Linked DNA regions of Triticum aestivum: region 1 is linked to region 2. Evidence: chromatin contacts called from public Hi-C data. All regions are on one chromosome and are shown on one strand. Each heading gives the region's core, a stretch centred on a gene start, on an enhancer-like site or on the middle of the called end of the contact. The rest is flanking DNA. Distances are from core to core; before and after follow the strand shown.

Evidence for each region. A called contact is a pair of places that touch in the nucleus more often than the background predicts.
Region 1: a Hi-C map of leaf shows a contact between it and region 2, with 3 times the contacts expected there. The contact joins the promoter of LOC123097907 here to the promoter of LOC123097906 in region 2. A contact is called at or near these places in 2 of 5 Hi-C or Micro-C datasets (both in leaf) and 1 of 1 datasets of contacts at active chromatin or transcription factors (leaf).

The regions. Positions count from the first base shown.
Region 1 is chr4D:359,143,205-359,149,767 of IWGSC CS RefSeq v2.1, reverse strand. It overlaps LOC123097907 (receptor-like cytoplasmic kinase 176), which reads right to left and starts at 4,611. Exons shown (of 6, transcript XM_044519755.1): 1 at 4,311-4,611; 2 at 3,543-3,868; 3 at 3,315-3,450; 4 at 3,070-3,212; 5 at 2,845-2,968; 6 at 1,082-1,688. The coding sequence starts at 4,380. The coding sequence ends at 1,366. It overlaps LOC123097908, which reads left to right. Exons shown (of 4, transcript XM_044519757.1): 4 at 90-647. The coding sequence ends at 488.
Region 2 is chr4D:358,738,407-358,744,634 of IWGSC CS RefSeq v2.1, reverse strand. LOC123097906 (E3 ubiquitin-protein ligase XB3) reads right to left here and starts at 1,330. Exons shown (of 8, transcript XM_044519754.1): 1 at 1,022-1,330; 2 at 841-900; 3 at 688-759; 4 at 479-600; 5 at 234-374; 6 at 13-120. The coding sequence starts at 1,204. It overlaps LOC123097905 (a long non-coding RNA gene), which reads right to left. Exons shown (of 6, transcript XR_006447577.1): 6 at 5,050-5,490.

The sequences.
Region 1 (6,563 bases), core at 3,362-5,861, 400 kb before region 2:
ATAGAGTTGATTTTTTTAGAACTAGCAGCATGCACTGTTATTAATATCAGACAACTGCTGTTTTACATGTTTCTCATGTCTGTGTGCAGAGATTGAACGAAATAAATGCACAGTACCATGAGAAACTATTGGCACTTCGAGCTCGCCAGACGGCCTATCGAGAAGAATTCCTGCGCAAAGAGTCTCTGGAACGCCAGCAGCAATACCAAAAGGCCACCATAAGCAATTATGCAAATAATGTGGTGCCTAGGGAACCACGTGGCTATCCTCCAACAGCTGTAGCCACGCCTCCTGCTGCTGCTCCCTCTGGAGGTTCTTATGGAGAGGCTCATCGGGGTTATGCATCTGGTCAGTATGAAACCTTTGGGGAGCGGCCAGATTACCCAGAGTTCCATGGTGGGGGCCAAGGCCGTGATCATGGTTTTGAGCATCGTGGTCATCAATACCCTGGCGGTCGTGCTTATAACTCTGGCGGGCGCAGATTCTAAAGATGGCTTGATTGAACAGTCAGCCATTTTGGCCTCACTTCACCTGGTCTTATCCTCCGTGGAAAGCTTACAGTAAATTTCTTTAGAAGCTTAGTTCCAGCCTCCTTTGAATGTAAACACCTGTAAAACCTGTTTTGCGATTATGTACTATTTTCTCCAGGGCTGATCATTTTCTTCAGTAGATCGCCTAAAATTCTCCAATTCTCAACTCTTGCGCATGTAGCTGTTTGTGCTTTGCAACCTCACCAGTGTAGAGGAAAAAGGGAGCACTGTGTGGGTGTTGTTTGGCTAGGCTTTGGGTTTCTATGCTTATATCATATGGCTTATCTGCTGTTAACTCAAGTCTTGCAATGAAATATTATCATCGTAGCAATGTGAACACTTCATTTTTTTTATAAAGGACGCTTTTTATTGAATTGTAATGATCTTTGTTTCTGGTTCTGGCATTCTTTATGGTTTCGAATGACAGAAACTGGAGGTGCGTCTACGCACTAAGGCGACAAACTAACAAACTTAATTCGTTTCATTTCTCGTGCAGAGTGAGAGTCTCTCTGACATGGCTCTCAGCATTAGCACGCACCGAGCGAGAATGCTTCCAAGACCAAGACACAAAACTGTTTCCCAACTTGTTTTACAAAGCCGATGTACTGCAAATATATAAAACAGGCGTCAGGCTGACAGCAAAGTAACAGGCTAACAGCTAGCTGTACACATGGCGACATATATTCTACATTCTCTTGACAGATTCAAAGGCTAGTCTTCCCCTCAAGTCCGGCATCTGTTCACTGTTTCTACTCCCTGAAGTGTTGCTTACAAGGAGTGGATGATGCATGCTCCAGAGAGGTAAAGGAGTACACATGGAACCAGCAACCCTCCCCTACTTGTATGTTTTCTTCACCTCTGGGAGCTTTTCCAGCGCGGTCACGACCTGATCCATGTCCGGCCTGCACCGGGCGTCCATTGACAGGCATTGCATCGCAAGCGCCGCTGCCTTCTGCGCCGCCGGGAGCGAATATTGCGACCCCAATCGTGGGTCCAGGACATGGATGACCCTCCTCTTGCTGTTGATGTAAGGTCTTGCCCACTCCACCAGGTTATGCTGTCCAGGCGGGCGGTTCTTGTCCAGAGCACGTTGCCCGGTCAGCAACTCTAGAAGAACAACACCATAGGTGTAGACATCGCTCTTCGTGGTCAAGTGGCCTGCATATAATATGGAGGAAAATCATGTAAGTTTGTACCAGTCAGATGCATGCAAACCATCATTGACTTTCACCATTACAACACGTGCACAAATTTAGAGTAAAGAACATGATGAGGCAATTTAATTATAGCGACCAGAAGAATTTGTGTGCTTACATGAGTGCATCGAAGATGTAACTATGCAAATCATCATTGGGAACTATTAACTAGCCACAATCAGTCATACAAATCGTCATTGACTTTTTACCATTACAGTATGTGCATATCAGGATTAGAGAACAAGATGGGGCAATTTATAGTGATCAGAGGAATTTGTGTGCTAACTTGAATGTGGAACCAAGACGTAGTGTTAAGTGTTTAACTAACCACAATAATCTGATTTTTAGGCAGTTTGTGCATGAGACCAGCTGAGTATCTAGTCATCCTTTTTCCACATCAAGTCATCCTTTTTCCACAATAATCTGTTTTTTAGGCGTGGAAAGCATAAAGTACCAATTCAAGTTTTCAACTAGCATGATGGCTTGCCTCAGTGTTTTTGCCTTTTACAGGGTGTCATACATCATCCCCGACAATCTTTTGAGATTTTTTAAAATTGGTAATCATAGGCATCACATGAATGAAACACCAATCGTCAATCTAAAATGGACTGTTCAGACATGCTTTGCTTCGTGGCTCTTGCCTGGTGAGCCACTTTGCTGCTAAATGATTATTTTATACACCCTCACTGCTATAAGAGAATCACACCCCTTTAAATAAAAGGCGCATCTAAGCACAAGGAAGAACCATGCCATATAAAACCAAGTGAATCCGACAGATACGCTAGTGTTAGTTGCTTATGTCTCTAAAAAGGATTATGGCATGCACGCCATGAAGCATCAATGTCTTTGCTACGAAGATTATTTTCGTTCAATCCTGTTAGCAGTGCATTGCATCAAATAGAAACTACGGAAACTGCGACTTGCCAGCAATGATGTCTTGAACATTGAACCACAGCCATCTTAAGAAGATAATTCCAGAAAAGAATAGAACTTCATTTGCCCTTTTCAAGCAGTGTCAATGAATGCCCCCTTTCATCCATGACTCTAAGATGCATGAAAATAGTAGAGGAACAATATGGTCGTAACAGATAGCTGGTAAGGCATGTTAGAAAGATTACCTGTTGCGAGATATTCAGGGGCAGCATATCCTTGAGTCCCCATGACCCTAGTAGAAACATGACTTTTATCGCCACTCGGGCCATCTTTTGCCAAGCCAAAATCAGAGAGTTTTGCATTATATTCCTGTATGGAGTCAAAGAAGGACAACAAAAGCAAATCTTTAGACCAGAGCTCATTGTACTTCCACTTAGTGCATAGATAAGAGACTGAATTTGCATGCCCACCGAGTCAAGAAGAACATTAGAGGTCTTGAAATCACGGTATATAACTTTAGCCTCATCACTATGCAGGAAAGCAAGTCCCCTGGCGGCCTCAAGAGCAACCTTCATCCGTAAATTCCATGAAAGGGGCTGGAAATGTGGAGCTCCTGCAGTACGATTGCACTGTCACTCACCCATTTCCAACAGCACGAATGGAACGTATCGTGCACAATGAGCATATCACACAAGATAACATTTGAGAAACTCACTCCTGAAAAGATGGTGCTCCAAGCTACCCTTCGGCATGAATTCGTAGACAAGAAGCCGCTGCTCGTCCTCCAAGCAATACCCGATGAGCTTCACAAGATTGGGGTGTGACAACTGCCCCAGGTAATTGACCTCAGCCTGCAAGGTATTTTTTGCAGAAACAAATTAAAACCACTAAACCTTCAGCTCAAACAGGCACAAGAGGAAGTGCAACAAGGTCAGTCACCAACCAGCCATTCCTTGTGCCCCTGGAAACTGTCCAGCTTGAGCTTCTTCACCGCGACGATCATCCCGGTGCCGGGCTTGACCGGCGTAAACGTGCGCTCGTCGATCCACCCCTTGAACACGGAGCCGAAGCCCCCCTCCCCGAGCAGGCTGTCAGTCCGGAAGTTTCTTGTGGAGCTTCTCAGCTCACTGAAGGTGAACTTGCGGAGGTTGGACGACTGCAAGATCTCCTTCTCGGTCCGAGGAGTCGGTGGCACCGACGACGAAGAACTCTTGCCAAAAGTGCTGGTATCAGTCGCATTGCTGCTGTTGCTGCTCTTGGAATTGTTACCTGGATTGCAAAGCAAGCGGATGCGGTTCCTTCGCTGGTAAAACTCACGCTAACTTGAAGATATCAATCCCACTGCCATTTTGGGAGCAAAATTCGCCCTACTTGTTTTGTTTGGGCAAAACCATACGCGCCTCACGCTTAGTAAAATCGTGCAATTTTGCTCACTAGTGGCCTTGGCCATCCATGAAGCCCAAAGCGGAAAACTAAATCGTGCAAAATCAACCAGCCCAAGTTGGACTCTTGTTCCAAACAGTGCAGCAGAAGAAAAATCAAGAAACTCGCTCATTCCTACTCCGACTAATTGACAGGGCCAAATCGCCACATGAAGTTGAGGAGCAGAGCACACGAAGTTATCTAGCTCAGACGTTGAACGGGGCCTGGAAAGCTGATGCAACCAACCAAGAAGCGAGGCGAAGCGAAGCGCAGTAGAGTGGTAGAGTACCTGAGGTGTTGGGAGCACTGAAGGTCGGGTTGATCTCGGCGTTCCCCTGCACGCCGGCGCAGTTCCCCATCAGGAGCGGCAACGGTACCGGCCAGTCCAACCGGAGCCACAAGGCTGGCTGGGTCTGAGCTTGTTCGTTGTAGCTAGTGGCTAGGACTGGGGTTGTCTATGGCTTGGCTGGCTGCTTTGGGTAGCGGTGTCATTCTTTCCCTTCTTCGCTGCCTGCCTGCTAGGTTGGAGGATCTATCATTGCTGCCTCCGGGCGAGGGTGGTGGGAGCAGCCGTGGCGTGGGGCCAGGCCAGCCGCCTCATTAATGAACGACAAGGCTTTTCTCCTCCTCTCCGCTCCGCCTGCGTCCATGTGATTCATTTGGTTTCTTGGAAAATTTAGACTGGAGTAAACTTCCATGTCACGAAGAAGGAGAATGATACTTAAGTTCGTTCGACCTTGTAGTCCACTACTCATAGTGATTGCCCCGGCGTGGCCTATTCAGCACAGCATTTTTGAACCTGTACATGCACATCATGCCTGATAGATACCGTATCTTTATCGCTGGCCTCCTTTGGGGATTATGTTGACGTTTTCCGTTTAACGTTTCAACGGGACGTGACTATCAGTCCAAGCAGATGGAGTACTACGTTTTTTTTTCCTTTCGTGTTTTGTAATGTAAACTAAAGCACGCGATAGAGATTGCATGGCCGACCTGCCTTCCGCTGTGCAACAGGCCAAGGTGCATAACTGCATGTCAACATCAACGGGACCGTGGGTTGGCAGCGGTTCTTCTCCTGTCGATCCCATAAATTTGCAGCGGCTCTGAGTACGTTTATACCCCATGTCTTCGTACGTTCTAAGCTTAGTATTCAAAGCCGAATGTACCTACAAACTCTTCTTTTCCTGATGAGGCAAATCTTTTGCCTGTATTTTTTTTAAAAGCCAAACGTACGAAGAATAAGACTTTAGTAATTTTCGTTGGGCTCATCTGAGTACTGCTAGCTACTAGTCGTCATAACGAAAAGCACGTGGGGATGCACTGAATCATACGCAACTGCGAACTGGAGTGCAGCTCGATCAGCGCCTAAGTGGGAATTTCTGGGCTATAAGCACCGTCTACTGTTAGTTTAATAGTAGCAGACCTGGAAACAGAAGAATTGGTTGGGAATTCAGCGCGTCCCTTTCAGCGGCGCTGGAGAAAGGAGTCGCCCATTGCTGGTCCAACAGCCTAGCTCGCACTACAGCCCACAGGATTGACTCCCTTGAGCTTTGCTGGCTATTTTATGGCGAATGGAACGTGTCTATTTCTGTACTCTGTGCTTTTTCACAACGTACTCTGTACGTTGTGTATGTGTCAGCTGCTAGCTTGAGCTACGCACGCGACTATGTTACCGGACATTTCTTTCTTGATTCCAGCTCGGAGATACAGGCATGTGGCTCCTCATTTGAAGACGGACATGGTTTGCTTGGCTATGACAAACACGAAAAAACGTTGAATGTTCCTGCCCCAAAGGGGTGCTATAAGAAACACACACACACACACACATCTTGTGTTGCTGGAGTCATGAAAAGTTTTCTTCCGATGGTGGTGGTTGCTGTTCTGTTGCGCTAGTCCTATGATGCCTTATCACGACGACTTTTTTACTGTCTACTATAATAAGTTTTGTCTAGCTCTAGCGAGGGAGGGGCGATGACGACGGCGCACTTTCGGCTCGCTTGAGTGCTTGTAGTCGTCGCTAGGTGGTCCATGGATCTAGATGTAGTTTTTATCGTTTCTGTTGTCGTTGTACTGTCATATTTGAAGATGAATAGATTGAAAGTTTTCTTGCAATAAAAGAAATTATTTCTCCAAAGGCTTTCTGACTGAGCAAAATGTTCCAACACAAGATTCAGACAGCGAAGAAAATCTAGTGCAGTAACTCCCGTAGTCAAATATAGTGCAGCCCGAAAGCGAGAGATTTCAATAACGGCCTAACTTGGCAGGAGCAAGACTCGTCGAGCCAGAAATTCATCGCCACTTGCCACGGCAACAGATCGGCTATCGACACGCTGTAGCATCAGATCGGCCAACGGGCATCGACCGAGCGCGACTTAACTGTGTCCCACCTTGGCGTGCGTATCGCACGGGTAACGACGACCACCAGACGGGTAGAGGGAGCGTGCGGGCCGCTGCGTTGCTGCCTCCGGCCGGCAGGTTGGCATCGTCACGACGGCCACGGTGTCCGGTGAGTCTGTCTTGTTGCCGTCACGGCGTGCGTGCG
Region 2 (6,228 bases), core at 81-2,580:
GCTGTGACGCACCCAACGGAGTCGCGCTGGAGGCGGTCGGCGCCCCAGGAGAGCAGCTGGCGGACGCAGTCGAGGCTCCCGCCGCGCGCGGCCAAATGCAGCGGCGTGCTCCCGGGGAATCTGCAGGAACGCGAGCGCTCGCATCAATGTCGCAGCTTTTGCCTTCCTCAAAAGGTGCGATTTTCGGTACTGAGAGTGAGAAGGGCGGTCTTTGACTTGGGGAGAAGTTTTACCCGAAGGCGCCGCTGGAGGCGGACACGATGGCGCCGTTCTCCAGCAGGACGTGGACGCAGCGGCGCCAGCCCTGCCTCGCCGCCAGGTGCAGCGGCGTCGCTCCGGTGTCATCCCGCACATTCACGAACCGCGCGTATCCCCTGCACCTCCAAAACCATAGCTGATGACTCATTAGCAAAGGCTAGCGCGCGGCTGCCGCAGCGCGTTGCGGCGAACAATGGCGGCTCTGAGAAGAAGGGCCAACCAGGATTGCGACACCGGCGCGGTCCGGGCCGCCGTGAGGATGGCCCGGAGGCAGTCTGAGTGGCCGTAGTACGCCGCGTAGTGCAGGCACGTCCGCCCGTGCGACGAATCGAACATCAGGATCTGTACACCCACAGACGGAAAACGCCATTAGGTTCAGGAGAAGCTCCAAGAACAGCCCCAATCGCCAAAGCTCTGTCCGAGTCTCACATTGGCGCCCGCGTCGAGCAACCGTCGCACGCACTCGGTCCTCCCGTGCATCGCCGCGAGCATCAGCGCCGTCTGCGGCAAAGTCCCGCGATGTGAGGACAAGCTTTCCACAAAGGGGGCGACAGGGAAGAGAACAGGGGAAGCGTGGCAAACCTGCTTGTGGCGGTTCACGACGTCCGGCTCCACGCAAAGATCCAATGCCATGGACACCACCTAAGCAAACAGACGAATCAGCACACCGGAGATACATAGGGTGGCCAGAAGTTGGACGGGGAGGAGCACACAGCAGCAAAGGGAACCACGCAAGGTGCCAGATTGGTTTCTGCTTTCGTACTTGGAGGTGGCCGTGGGCGGCGGCGATGTGGAGCGCGGAGAGGCGGTCGAAGAGCGTGGTGCGGCGGAGGAGGGAGGGGCGGGAGCTGACGGCGGCGGCGAGGCGGGCGAGGTCGCCGGACTGTGCCGCGCCGAAGAAGTCCACCTCCTCGCTGGGGCGGCCGCAGCTGGCTCCGTGCCCCATCGCCCGTCGCGCCTCTCGGCGGACGCCCGGCGAGCCGGCCGCGGTGGCCGGCGGGGGAATAATGGGGGGAAGGAGAGTGAGTACGAGCGTGGGCTGAGGAGTGGGCGCGGTGGAGTAGAGCTTAATAGTGCGTGCGCTTTCTTGTGGTTTAAAAAAACTTTTGCTTCTCTTATTGAGAGTGAAAGATTTTTTTTTTTTTTTGATAAACTGCTCCTTTCGCATGCTAGGATATTTCAGCAGAAATGTTTACAAACACACTGTCACCGTCACCTAGATAAGGCCTTGTTTGATTTATAGGGAATTTGTAAGAACAAAAAAGAAATTACCTTATGAATCAGATGATATACCTCTTTCTCTATAGGATTTGATATGCATGTCATTTTATTTCTTATAGAAGGCCTAAACCATTTCTTGGGAAGGCGCTGCCGCCCCGTAGCTGGATGACCAGACCCCCGCACAGTTGGGTGACGTGGGTCTTCTCGCCAGTCGGCGAATCCTTCTTGACGGTCATCGACCGGCAAGTGAAGATGTGTTTGAAGAGGCCCCAGTGGGGGCGGCAACTCAGGAAGTTTTCGCAGAGAGAGATGAAGGCCGAGAGGTAGATGGAAGGATTTGGGAGAAGGTGGCGGAGCTGCGCACCAAAGTAGTCGAGGAATGCCTGGAAGAACGGATCAGGAGGCATCGAGAAGCCCCTCTCGATGTGGGTGACCAGCAGGACGCGCTCATCCTCCTGGGGCGCCGGCTCAACCTCCCCCGCCTTCGGGCGGCGACACCCGTCTTGCGGGATGAGCCCCTCCGCGGCGAGATCCTCCAGCCGCTTGCCCGAGATGCGCGAGGGGATCCAATCTCCCGACGTGCCTCCAGCCGTCGCGCCGGAGCCCGAGGAGGAAGCTTTCCCGGCCTTCTTTGCCTGCTCCGCCTTGGCTGTGGAGTCTTTCGCCATAGCTACGGATGCTCTGCGTGCTCGAGTGGAGAAGGGAAGCGGAGGAGCCGAAGGAAAGAGAAGGGGATCTGGGGCCTTGACCCCGGTGCCTCGATCTTTTATATCTTAGACAAAAGCTTGGACCAGATCCTGCGCCGTTGATTTCTAGATCAACGGCGCCCGCAGCGGGGTGTCTCGCAGAAGAGGCGTGGCATGTGGCTGATTCAGCAGGCGAAAATCGAGGCACCGCGCCCCCACTTTCCCCACTAATGCATGTTGTTATCGCTTCCACGCGCGCACGCACAAATTCAAATCCCGAGATTTCCGGAGCAGATCAATCAGATTGATTGCCCACGATTCCTTTCCTGAAGGACATGCACTCGACCGAGTTAAACACGCGACTGAAGTCTTGTTCAGGATTGCTATGAGGCGAGCTTGACGCCCCTCCGCGGGTTGACTTGGCCCTTTCAGTAGGCTCCAAGGTGCATGACTCGTAAACCTGACTCATAGAAGGCCTTCGTTGGCGTTCCCCGGGGATAAGGAGTGGCATCTCTCCGGAGAATCAGACCACGCACCAGCATTGCCACTCGAGTTGTAATGGCATGCCCTCACTCGGCTCCCAAGTCTATCTCCTCCGAGAGACAAATGAATGCCACCGGATTTTTCTCGACGATCAACAACACCCCGTCATCTGGGAGAACTTGTAGACCAGAATCCATTGTGTTTTCGTCTAAGGAGCTGCGAGCCACGACTCGGAAACGTATTCCAAGTGCCCCAGCAGCACTCGGACTTCACCAAAGGATCGGTCCGCTCGTCCTACGACACCTCAACCAATTCGGGGGCTAATGATGAGGTCACCTATTACAGGTAGGGTCAAGGACCCATCATATAGGACCCACATGGGGCTCACCGCCATCATGGGTAGGTCTCTGGACCATACCAGCATTTGGATGCATATATCAAGGAGTCCACTCGGACGCCTCGACGGCACTCGGACGACCACCCGTCACTCGGCTGGACAACCATCACTCGGACTTTGGAGCTGAAGGGACAGCGTGGGAGTTGCAACGGTCGAGGAATCCTAAATCGCCCTTAAGACAGAGTCAAGACTGCTGTTACCTGTAACTACTGTAGTAGAGGCTCTTTACACACCTGTAACTGACGCAATCAATGTCATTAAGTGCCCTGGCGGCGTGGAGGACATGGGACTGCTGCGCACTCTATATAACCCGCATTCCACCTCCTGAGCTAGGGTCGAACAATCTTTGTAACTATACTCATCAAAGCAAAACTAATCCCCAGGGCACGAGACGTAGGGTTGTTACCTCCGTCGAGAGGGGTCTGAACTCGTTAAACACCGAGTGTTACACCTGCGCCGTAGCTAGGCTCTGCCCCTTATCCGTACCACTAGTACTCATTGTCAGGATCGTAATCCCGACACGCCACATACGATGCGGCCCACTCCGAAACACATTTTCTCTTTCTTAGCTCTTTTTTTCTCTCTTTCTCTTCATCTTCATCAATCACATGCAAATGATCAATGAGGAGCATAACAGCATGCATAAATAAGTAGGGGCTTAAAACGAACATTTCCGAACATTAGCCGAGCATAGTAGGCCGGGATTTGTTTAGTCACGTTGCAGATGCAATCATGAAGTCTTTACAATTTTGCCAGTTAGTTGTGCTAGTACCTTTTCATCTCACTAGATGACCCGGTGCACCAAATGGCGCAGAGACCCATTTGAAACCATGTTCATGTTGAAAAATATTTGCCTTTTATAGTAACTTTATGTTTGATCGAGGATAGAGACCATATCAAACCCGAAGTGTTTTGAACATGTATTTGGAAAATGTGCCATTTGGCTCTATGTTACCCAAGTAAGGTGCAAGGTCCGAATTCAAGCATCAAGGGTAATGATTCTAAACCTTTTGTAACAGAAACCTTTGCATTTGTTAGTAACTTCGAGTTTTAGCAAGCACTAAGGGTAATAATTCTAAACCTTTTATATGAAAAATTAAGGAATACCTATGTTCAAACTATATACTTTAGCATGTGAAACTAATTCAAACCATGCAAGTTGAAATATTTAGAGACCGATCATAAAATTGCCAAATCAGGATATAGAAGCAAGAACAAAGTACCGTCAGTTTCGTCGAACTAACAGAAATGCATTTTACATTGCCTGCTCACTACTATTGTTGTCCATAAATAAATGTCTATCTATTGTTGTACCCAGGTTAACTTGAATTTGCTAGGATGAATCAAACACTTCTGAAATGAGCAGTAACATATCAACAGAGTATGCATCTGCATGAGACGACTGATCTTTTGTTGTTAGCAACAAAGAAATATTGATTTCAGTCACGGGCAAACCAAGATGCAAGCAAATCTAAAATTTCTCAATCTTTAACCATGTCTCTAAGGAACAACACTAACTCAAAATTGAAATAATACCATGTTGGTAAAGGTTTGCCTGTTAAGCGGTCTGATTCAGTGAGGATCCACCTGAGGAACTGACGTGTTGATATTGCAATCGAAGTTGAGGAACAACGACGATGTTCTGGAAGAGACATGGTGAGCGAGAGAAGGTTTGGTACACGGAGGGAAGAAGGGGATTGATAAGGTCAAGGCGTCAGCAACCGTGTCTGGTGCCCATGTCGACACAACAAAACTTAATTTATTATTTACCTTTTTTCTAAGCCCAACAACATGGTGTAAATTTGAATTGGCACAACTAAATTAAATTATTTTGTCTAAAAAAGATGTCAAATCAAAAAATAAAAAGTTAAATCAAATAAATGAAAGAAACATTAGCTGATATATTTATAATGGTTATCCAACAGTGGTAATACAAATGATCAGTAACGGTAGCTATTTTATATGACCGGTACTGCTAGTGGATTTATAGTGGTTTATCCAGCAGTGGTGATACAGATGATGGATCTTTTCAAACATTAGCTGGGCATATATATCATCATGGATAGATACTTGATTACATATAAAACACATGACCACAAAGGGATGTTTAGCACATAGATGATTACAAAAATCTGAAGCCTATACATGTCTTATTCTTCAGAGCAGGAACAAAAGGGTTAGGGCATCATTGGAACTAAACATGGAGTATACTGCAGACGAAACAAAAAGTGGCTTCTCCAGGGGTCACACATGCATTGTAGGTAAGACAGATCCAACAAAGGGAATTAGAAACGGCCTTTCATAGTTTCCAGCCGTTGTTCTAACTTCATACCTATGAAGCGTAATCTCTTTGCCAATTCCTCAATGCCTATAAGTGCTGCTATCATAACTCCTTTGGTGTTTGGTGTCATCCTGTCCTTTTAGGTGACGAACAGTTGTCGTGTTCTGCAGAAAACAAAAGGGAAGAAGTTGATGTGACATAACACATAACACATAACATGTGAATAAAGATGACATCCTTGTGGCACTCAAAGAAATAGTGCTCATATGGTTAATTTAAATACTTAATCGTATCCAACTCCCACCGTTCATAAATATAAGTCCTTTTAGAGATTTCAATGCGGACTACATACAGAACAAAATAAGTGAATCTACATTCTAAAATATGTCTATATACATCCGTATGTAATTTGTATTGAAATCTCTAAAAAGACTTCTCACCATCAAGAAGATCACATACACTTTATCTATCCAGTACAATGAGCATAGGACAAGCTCAGCTAGTGTAACTACCAATTAGCTATGTGATGATCAGCTTATAAGAAAATCAACTTTGATTATGTGTCTTGCGCCAAGACTACTCCAGAAACATGCATGTTGAATGAAATGAACAAACAAATAGCCAAAAGACCATTGGCTATCCTTGACTGGCTAGTTGACTAAATGGCTCAGGAAAATAAATTGTCATGACATATTATAAGTAATAAAAAGGCAAAAGGCCACAATATGTGGTACATAATGTTCACAGTCCATCGGCTTCACCAAACACTAAAAAGGGGTAAGCATAAATACACCTCGCTAATCACATGGAGGCACTTCTCACATAAAAAGGCAAATGAATGAAAACAGACAGGTATCTTGTTTTCCTAGACTGTTGCATCCATGGCGAAATGACTATAGCAA